Regions from separate parts of the Sus scrofa genome. Here region 1 is linked to region 2. The links are chromatin contacts, called in public Hi-C maps. All regions are on one chromosome and are shown on one strand. The core of a region is the stretch at or near the end of the contact, and the rest is flanking DNA. Distances in the headings are between cores, read along the strand shown. Region 1 overlaps VAC14 (protein VAC14 homolog). Region 2 holds the start of MTSS1L (MTSS1-like protein).

The links. Hi-C and Micro-C count contacts between places; a contact is called where the count stands out from the background.
Region 1: a Hi-C map of fetal skeletal muscle shows a contact between it and region 2, with 5 times the contacts expected there. The contact joins the enhancer-like site here to the promoter of MTSS1L in region 2. A contact is called at or near these places in 4 of 5 promoter capture datasets (fetal liver, fetal skeletal muscle, liver and 1 more), 28 of 47 Hi-C or Micro-C datasets (adipose tissue, alveolar macrophages, blood and 16 more) and 1 of 2 datasets of contacts at active chromatin or transcription factors (skeletal muscle).

Annotation. Positions count from the first base shown.
Region 1 is chr6:13,759,820-13,763,595 of Sscrofa11.1, forward strand. VAC14 (protein VAC14 homolog) reads right to left here. Exons shown (of 19, transcript XM_021093808.1): 10 at 2,521-2,584. Among named protein-coding and RNA genes, the nearest start is that of TRNAG-GCC, 6.1 kb to the right of the region's middle. Within about 2 kb of position 1,787, at least 6 of the 83 cell types and tissues checked have an H3K27ac peak or open chromatin away from gene starts, as enhancers often do. A contact at or near this core is called in fetal skeletal muscle and skeletal muscle, where this site is marked.
Region 2 is chr6:13,679,977-13,683,590 of Sscrofa11.1, forward strand. It overlaps MTSS1L (MTSS1-like protein), which reads right to left and starts at 2,335. Exons shown (of 15, transcript XM_021093811.1): 1 at 2,160-2,335. The coding sequence starts at 2,228.

The DNA of each region.
Region 1 (3,776 bases), core at 537-3,036, 79 kb after region 2:
CAGCTGCCGCCTCCAGGGGCTGGGGGCCTGGGCTCAGGTTTCATGACTCTGAAGGCCGCTCTCCTCTCTGGCACAGCTGGTGACGCAGACGGGCAGCTGCCACAAGGACACCTCCGTTGGAGGGAAACAAAGCACTAGATAAATTTGCCCTCACTTTTTTTTTTTTTTTAAACTTTCAAAGGGTAATATTGGCGTTTGCTGCCGAATGACGGGTACAAATCAACACGCTGGTTCCAGTCCGGTGGTCTCTGGCGACAGTATAGGAACCAAGGCCTCCTGTACACAGACGGACCTCTGCCTCCCAAGCTAGACAGCAGGGCCATGCCCGCCTCACAGGCAGTCACTTATGTCCCATCTCTGCTCCTCCGGGACCATCCTCCGACCCCACTGCCTCTCCCGCAGAGCAGGATGGTCCCTGGTGGCCTAGATCAACGACAAAGTCCTCACAGGCCTTTCTCCTGCTAGTTTTGTCCCCCTCCCTTGTCTACCCTCCCTGGCGCTGCCAGAGCGTCTCCTAAATTGGAGGTCTGCCCCCCCAACTCCCACAGCCTTAGGGACTAAAGCAGATTCTACTGCAGGACATGCCGGAGTCCCTGCACCTCCGTCCAGACCTCTGCCCCGAGTTCTGGAAGCCAATCTCCAAACCTGCATCCTGGGGGGATGCTCAGAGCTGCCTGAACCCCAGCTCTTGACGGGCCCACTCACACACCTGTTCCTCCTTCTGCCCCAGCCGGGAAAGTGATACCAGGATATCCTGATCTGGCTCAAGGCCCAAATCTAGAAGTTCTTCTTTCCCTCATTTCCCTCCTCTCACTCCAGCCCACCCATCAGCAAACCCTGTCAATTCTACCTTCAGAAGAGATCTCAAGCCTATCAGCTTCCTTCAGACTGAGTCCCCATCCTGTCAGGACAGCAGCAGTGGCTCCCTGACCAGTCTGCACCCACCTGAGTCCCCCCTACATCCATTTTCTACACAGCAGCCCGACCTCCTGCCCCTCAGCCCTAAAGTGCAGATAATACTACTACTGACCCCATGGGATTTAAACACCCGCAAAAGCTAACGATGCCACAGGAAGCCTTTGGCACAGCCGGGCCCAGGAAGCCTTCGGGGAACGCCCACGGCCGTCAGCTGGTGTTCCAGCGGGCCTTGGCTGGGGCACCATCACTTCCCACGAACGCCCTTGGAGCCTCCAGCACAATCATCACTACCCTTCCCAGCAACTTCCCGCTTACGTCTCTGCCTCCCTGGAGAACCTCAAAGTCAGGGACCACATTTGGGGGCTGAGTTTCCTGGAACCTGAATGGCTGAACACAAGCAGGTGTCTGAAATGAGTAAGTGAATGTTTACCGACTTGCTCAAATAATTTTGGAGAGGTCCTAGGAACAGTCCATATTTATAATCAATACTGGCACACTTTGAAAACACCCACAGAATCCTTAGAGATAAGGATAAATTTTAAAATGATATCAAAGGAGAATAGATCCTAATGCTCAGGGGAGAAGGGAGCCTCGGAGTGGAGCGCGTATCTTCTCTTCAAGAGTGACCAGATCCCCCAGGGCACGTTCGGTGCTGAATTCCAAAGAAAGAAACCCTCCCAGAGAAGAGCCATCCGTTCCAGCCCCACAGCCAAGTGGAAAAAGCCACCAATGGGTGACATGGGGCAAGTCTAGGGGACTCAGACAGGGACGGAATGGTGATAATTCCCTCCCCAGGGGAATGTCATCATCCTGCAGAGTTTGGAGGGGGCTGGCGAGGAAGGGGGTTAGCTCGCTGCTTGGCCTGCACTGCCCCCATGTGGAAGGCTGCGTTACTACAGCCAACCTGGCATCAGCGACAGGCCAGCTCTTCCAGCCACACCTATGCACGCACTTTCCCACTCAACTGCCCTGGACTCTCCAACAACCTTCCCTGGTCAATCTCAGCCTTGCGTGATCCTAGACAAGCAAAAGGGGCTGGGCAAAGGCCTCTGCAAGTGTCTCCCTAGAATCGCTGTGCATTACTTACATCCTCTTTTTGCCCTTTTCTCTTTTTTTTTATTTTAGGGCTGCACTTGTGGCATATGGAAGTTCCCAGGCTAGAGGCTGAATCAGAGCTGCAGCTGCGGGCCTACACCACAGCCAGAACACCACGGGACCCAAGCCGAGTCTACGAACTATGCCACAGCTCATGGCAATGCTGGATCCTTAACCCACTGAAAGAGGCCAGGGATCGAACCCGTATCCTCATGGATACTAGCCGGGTTCATCACTGCTGAGCCAGGACAGGAACTCCGTATCATCTATGTTCTTAAACTTGTACTTATTCACCTCCAACAGCTTCTCATCCCTCCCAAGAGGCTGTCTGTCCATCAGAATCGAGTTGGGTGGGGTTGCTGGGTACCCTTCAGACTCCCTCATCTGGCATCTTCAGTGTCCCACAAGTGGTGGTCCAAGCACTCTGCCTTGGGGCTCTGCCACACGCAGGAAAGACCTAGGTCACTTGCTTTCCACACACACCTCTGGCTGGGACAGATCACTTACCTGGCTGGAGAGAAGACACCGATGCTGCCACCGAAGCTGGAGTCACAAGAACCATCGGGCCCTCCTGGGGACAGAAAGAGGAACAGGGCATCATGATTAAGGCTGTGGGTGTCTCTTGAATGAACAAGATGCCTGTTACAAGGACACACAGGCCCTCCAGTCCCCCACACTTTGATTCTGGCTTTGGGAAAGGGATGTGGCTCTGAACCCTGAGGACCCCGTGCCTAGTCACTTCCCAAAGCTTCGCAACAGTGCCCATGCTTGCAGGATGGTAGGCACAGTGATCTCATAAGGAGAAGGATGCCAGGGCTGAACGCACCTGGGAAAACTCAGAAGGGATTGTTGGTTCAAGGGCAATGGATAGCAAAAGGGACTTCTGGAACACTCAACATCATGAGCCACCAGGGAAATGTAAAGCAAAACCACAATGAGATACCATTTCACACCCACTACATAGCCAAAATAATAAAAGATAACAAGAGTTCCCGTCATGGCACAGTGGAAATGAATTCGACTAGGAACCATGAGGTTGTGGGTTCAATCCCTGGCCTTGCTCAGTGGGTTAAGGATCCGGTGTTGCCGTGAGCTGTGGTGCAGGTCACAGACGTGGCTTGGATCCCATGTTGCTGTGGCTGTGGCGTAGGCCAGCGGCCACAGCTCTGATTAGACCCCTAGCCTGGGAACCTCCATATGCTGTGGGTGTGGCCCTAGAAGAGAGAAAAAAACAGTAGCAGACGATGGGGAGAAACAGGAAGCCTTCTATGTCGCCGGTAGGAATGTGAAACAGTGCAGCTGCTTTGGAAACCGGTCTGGTAGTTCCTCCTCAAAAGGCTCAACACATTTAGTTAAATGTGACCCAGCAGGTGCACTCCTAGGAAAATGAAACCTTACGTCCACAGCAAAACTTGTTCACTGTGTTCACAGCAGCACTGTTCACAACAGCCAAGAACAATCTGAATGTTTACCACACGATGAATGGATAAGCAAGATGTGCTATGGCCATACAATGGACGACTCTTTGGCAATAAAAAGGAATGAAGTGCTGATGGTGCTACAACACGGTTGAATCTTGAAAACCTTATGCTAAAGGAAAGAAACCAGTAACAAAGGGTCACAGAGTTTGATCCCGCTTATATGAAAGGTCTAGAATAGGCAGATCTATACAGAAAGTAAATGAGACCTTGCTGAGAGCTAGAGAAGATTGGGTGTGATGGCCAAGTTCTTAAATTAGGGAAAAAAAAAAAACAAAACCCTTT
Region 2 (3,614 bases), core at 1,085-3,584:
CTGGGGTTGAGGCAGTGCCCTGGGTGCCGCACCCAAACCCATCATCCTGAGCAAGTCCCTGCCCCTCTCTCAGCTTCAGTGGCCTCCGAGCTGAGTTAATTGAGCCATGGCAGGCAGGCAGAGGTCCCGAGGACCCCCTCCCTGTCCCTGAGCTCCTGCCCTCCTCCAGGACCTCCAGGCTTCAGGTGCAGCCTTCCCTCCTCCCCCGGCCCGGACCTGGCCCTCCAGGAAGGCCGGGTGGGCCCCACGGGCAAGCTCAGTCTCTTCAACCTGGCCACCCTCCTCTACGGAAACTCTGCTGCTTGTGGCTCAAGTCACGGATGCCTCCCAAATCCAGATGATCAGCCTCCAGGTGGCCCGGTCCCCTGCTCTATCCCTGGCCCAAACACATCCATGTGTCACAGGGAGGGGAATATCAGGAGTTGGCATCACCCCAGGTGAAACCTCTCCCAGTCTGCTTCCACATGTCGGAAAATCTTGCTGAATCCCTTGCTACAGCCTGAGCCCGTTCCCTTCTGTCTCATCCCAAAGTTCCTCACGAACTGTCTGGAGAAGGAGGGAGACAGTCCTGCCCCTCCTCTCTGAGCAAAAGCTGCTGCCCTCTGCAGTGTTTGCGGGGAGGATGCCAGCAAGAGGAGGGTGTGGGAAGGTCCCGCCACCCCCACCCCAGCCCTGGGAATGGCTGAGGGAGGCTGGTCTGGGCGGCCTGGTCCCAGGAAGGAAACCCAGTGCCAAGGCTGTGATGTCCACCAGGCAGGAGGGGTTGCTGAAGGCAGAGAGAGGCCAGAATTTCTCTGGCAGAAGGGGCCTGGGGGTAGTTAGGGGATGAAGCGCTCAGGGGGCACCCACGTGGAGGCAGGCAGGAGCACCTATACATGCTGCTAACCCTGTAGCTCCAGGTGACAGTGGCTCCGGGTCTCTTCTGAGGTGGGGGCCAGGGATGTGGCAGCTGTCCCTGGGGCTGTCCCCCTGGCAGCACTGGAAGCCCCCCAAAAGGCCTGCACGGGGCCACTGTAGTGTGTCCTCCAGGGGCCCGCGATGTCACTGTAGGATTCTATGCTCTGTACTTGGGAGTGTGAGATGCGCTGCGAGGGTGGGGGCTCTCGGGAGTTCCTCTGGGGAGCCCAGTTCTCTGCCCTGCCCCACAGTCCTGCCTCAGAGGAGAAAGGTAGAAATTTTGCTTCCTGGCCCCCACTCTGTCACTGACGCTGGCCCTCCTCTCTGCCTAGTCAGCCTGGGTCAGCTCTGCCAACCCCAGCCTCTTTTCTGGAGAGGATCCCCTCACTCCCTAGATCAACCGTGAGGAGCCAGGTCAGGGACGGTGTCCAAGAGTCTCCTTAATGACCTTGAATCATTCCCAGGCCTCAGTTTCCCCACCTGGTGAGCCAGGAATTGGCGGCCTGATCCAGCCTGACCTTGGGCAATCAAGGGAGCTGAGAGCCTCCAGCAGTAGCAGGCTCTCCCTTTGGGCCGCTGCATCAACCCAACCTACTCCCTCCTCCTCCCAAAGTGAGGACAGAGGCCTTGGCATGCAGGGACACTCATCGTGGAGACCCTGGAGTCCCGGAGCTTCCTAGGGCTTGTTTTTTGGGAGACCGGGGGCCAAGGCAGCAGCGGCCGGGGAGGGCGCAGAGGCCAAGGCCGGCAGGGAAGGAGTTAACGGTTCCCCGCTTTATTATTTTCCCCTGCTTTGGCGGTGACAGCATTGTCTGGGCTCCAGGGCCATCAGGGGCGGGGGAAGGCGGGGGATGGTGGTGGTAGGGGCGGAGGCAGGAGAGACCCTGGACCCGGTAAAGGGCCGCGGTGTCGTCCCCGGCGCCAAACACCACTCAAGGTTTGGGGGTCTGGGGTGCGGGGAGCCCGCGTGTGCGCAGGCTCGGGTCAGGACCCCAAGGGGCGCTTCGACCTGAGCGACCCGGGGCATGGACCACGGACACCCCGACACGCGAGCACCCACACCCCCCCGGACGGGCACCCAGAGACCCAGGCGCAAGGCAGACGCAGGCCAGACGCGCTCAGACAAGGACACACAAACACGGCGGCGCACGGACACGGCAGGGCACTGCCGCCGCCGCCACGCGTCCCCAGGGGGGACACGCACCTGAACCCGAACACGCGCACCCGCAGGGCGGCCGTTCCCGCCGCGCCCCGTTACTCACCTTCATGTCGTTGACAATGGCCTGGAAGAGCCCGCCTAGGGCGCCGCACTCCTTCTCTGCCGTCTCCATGCTCCGGCCGGGCGGCAGCGGTGGCGGCGGGGCGCAGGCAGGGCGCGAGGACCCGGGCCGCGGAGGCGCTCACGCCGAGGGCGGGCCGGGCCTGCCGCCTCCGGGCCGCGCTCAGCGGCCGGCCGCGCCGCGCTCGGGGATCGCAGGCCGCCGCGGGGCGGCGTGGGCCATGTCGCGGCGGGGCTGGCAGGCGGCGTGGGGGGCGCGGCGCGGGCAGCTGGCGGCGCAGCCTCGGCGCGGAGACTGGAGCGGCGGCCGTAATCCGAGCCGCCGAGGCTCGGGCGTCACGTGGGCGCACGGAGGGCGGGCCGCCGGCAGGGAGGGAGGGGCAGCGCCGCGCCGGGAGGGGGCTGTGGGAAAGGCCGGGCCAGCGCCGGCCCATTCACCGCCGGGAGCTCGGGCTTTGAAATCCGAGCCCGGGCACCGCCAGACTGGTCGGGCGAGCGGGTCCGGCGGGCGCGGGCGCGGGCGCCATCGCGGGTCGGGGACGGCGCTAGGCGGGGTCTGCCCGGCTCCCTCGCGGGAGTGGGACCCGTGGTTGAGCGCCCACCCCCTGGAAGGAGCTCAAAACCAGCCTCCGTCCTTTGGTCTCGGGCCGAACGGGGGCTGGTTCCAGCGCTTTTACAAGAGGGCGGCGGGCGGACGGGGGCCCTCGGGTGCAATCCTGCAGGATGCATACAGCACACTCAGCAGGGGGGCACGGTGCCCGGGGGTCCAGGCACAGAAGAGTTTGGACCCTTCTCCAGAAGTTCTCTGGCTCCTTTTCCAAGCAGTGCCAGTGATGACGCCTCTCACGGGGGGGGGGGGGGGCCCAGGCTGGGCCTTTGGGGGCGATGGTGTCCTAGTCCTTAGGGAACCTTCTTCCTTGGGGGTGGGACCAGCAGGACAGAGATGGGCAATTGTCCCCAGTCCCTGATTCCTGGGTACATGTGTGTGCACGTGGGCCATGGTGAGTTCACCCTGTGGCCCTGTCCTGGAGACTCCAGGCAGGGAAGCCCACCTTCCCAGGGCTATGTTGGGGCTCTGGAGTTAAAGCCCACACAAGATCCTTCTCTCCTACTCCAGGGGCCCACAATAGCCACTTGGGAACTCATTAGGCCAATCTTCCCAAAGCCTGGGGCCAGGCGGACTCTGGCCTATAGGTTTGGGGAGCTCAGGCTCATTTAGTCGAATCAAAGGGTGCGCATGTGGGAGGCACGCCCACACTGGTCTGGGTCTTCCCTTCCATCCCCAGTGATCCCCAGCTGCCATTCATCCAGCAGCTCTGGAGGCTCCCTCAGTTCATCCGTCCAGTGGGGAGATGTCCCACGCCCCCAGGGGGGAATCAGGATGGAAAAGCCAGATGAGGTGCCTGGAAAGACAGGGTTCAGGGGGCCAGGCCAGTGC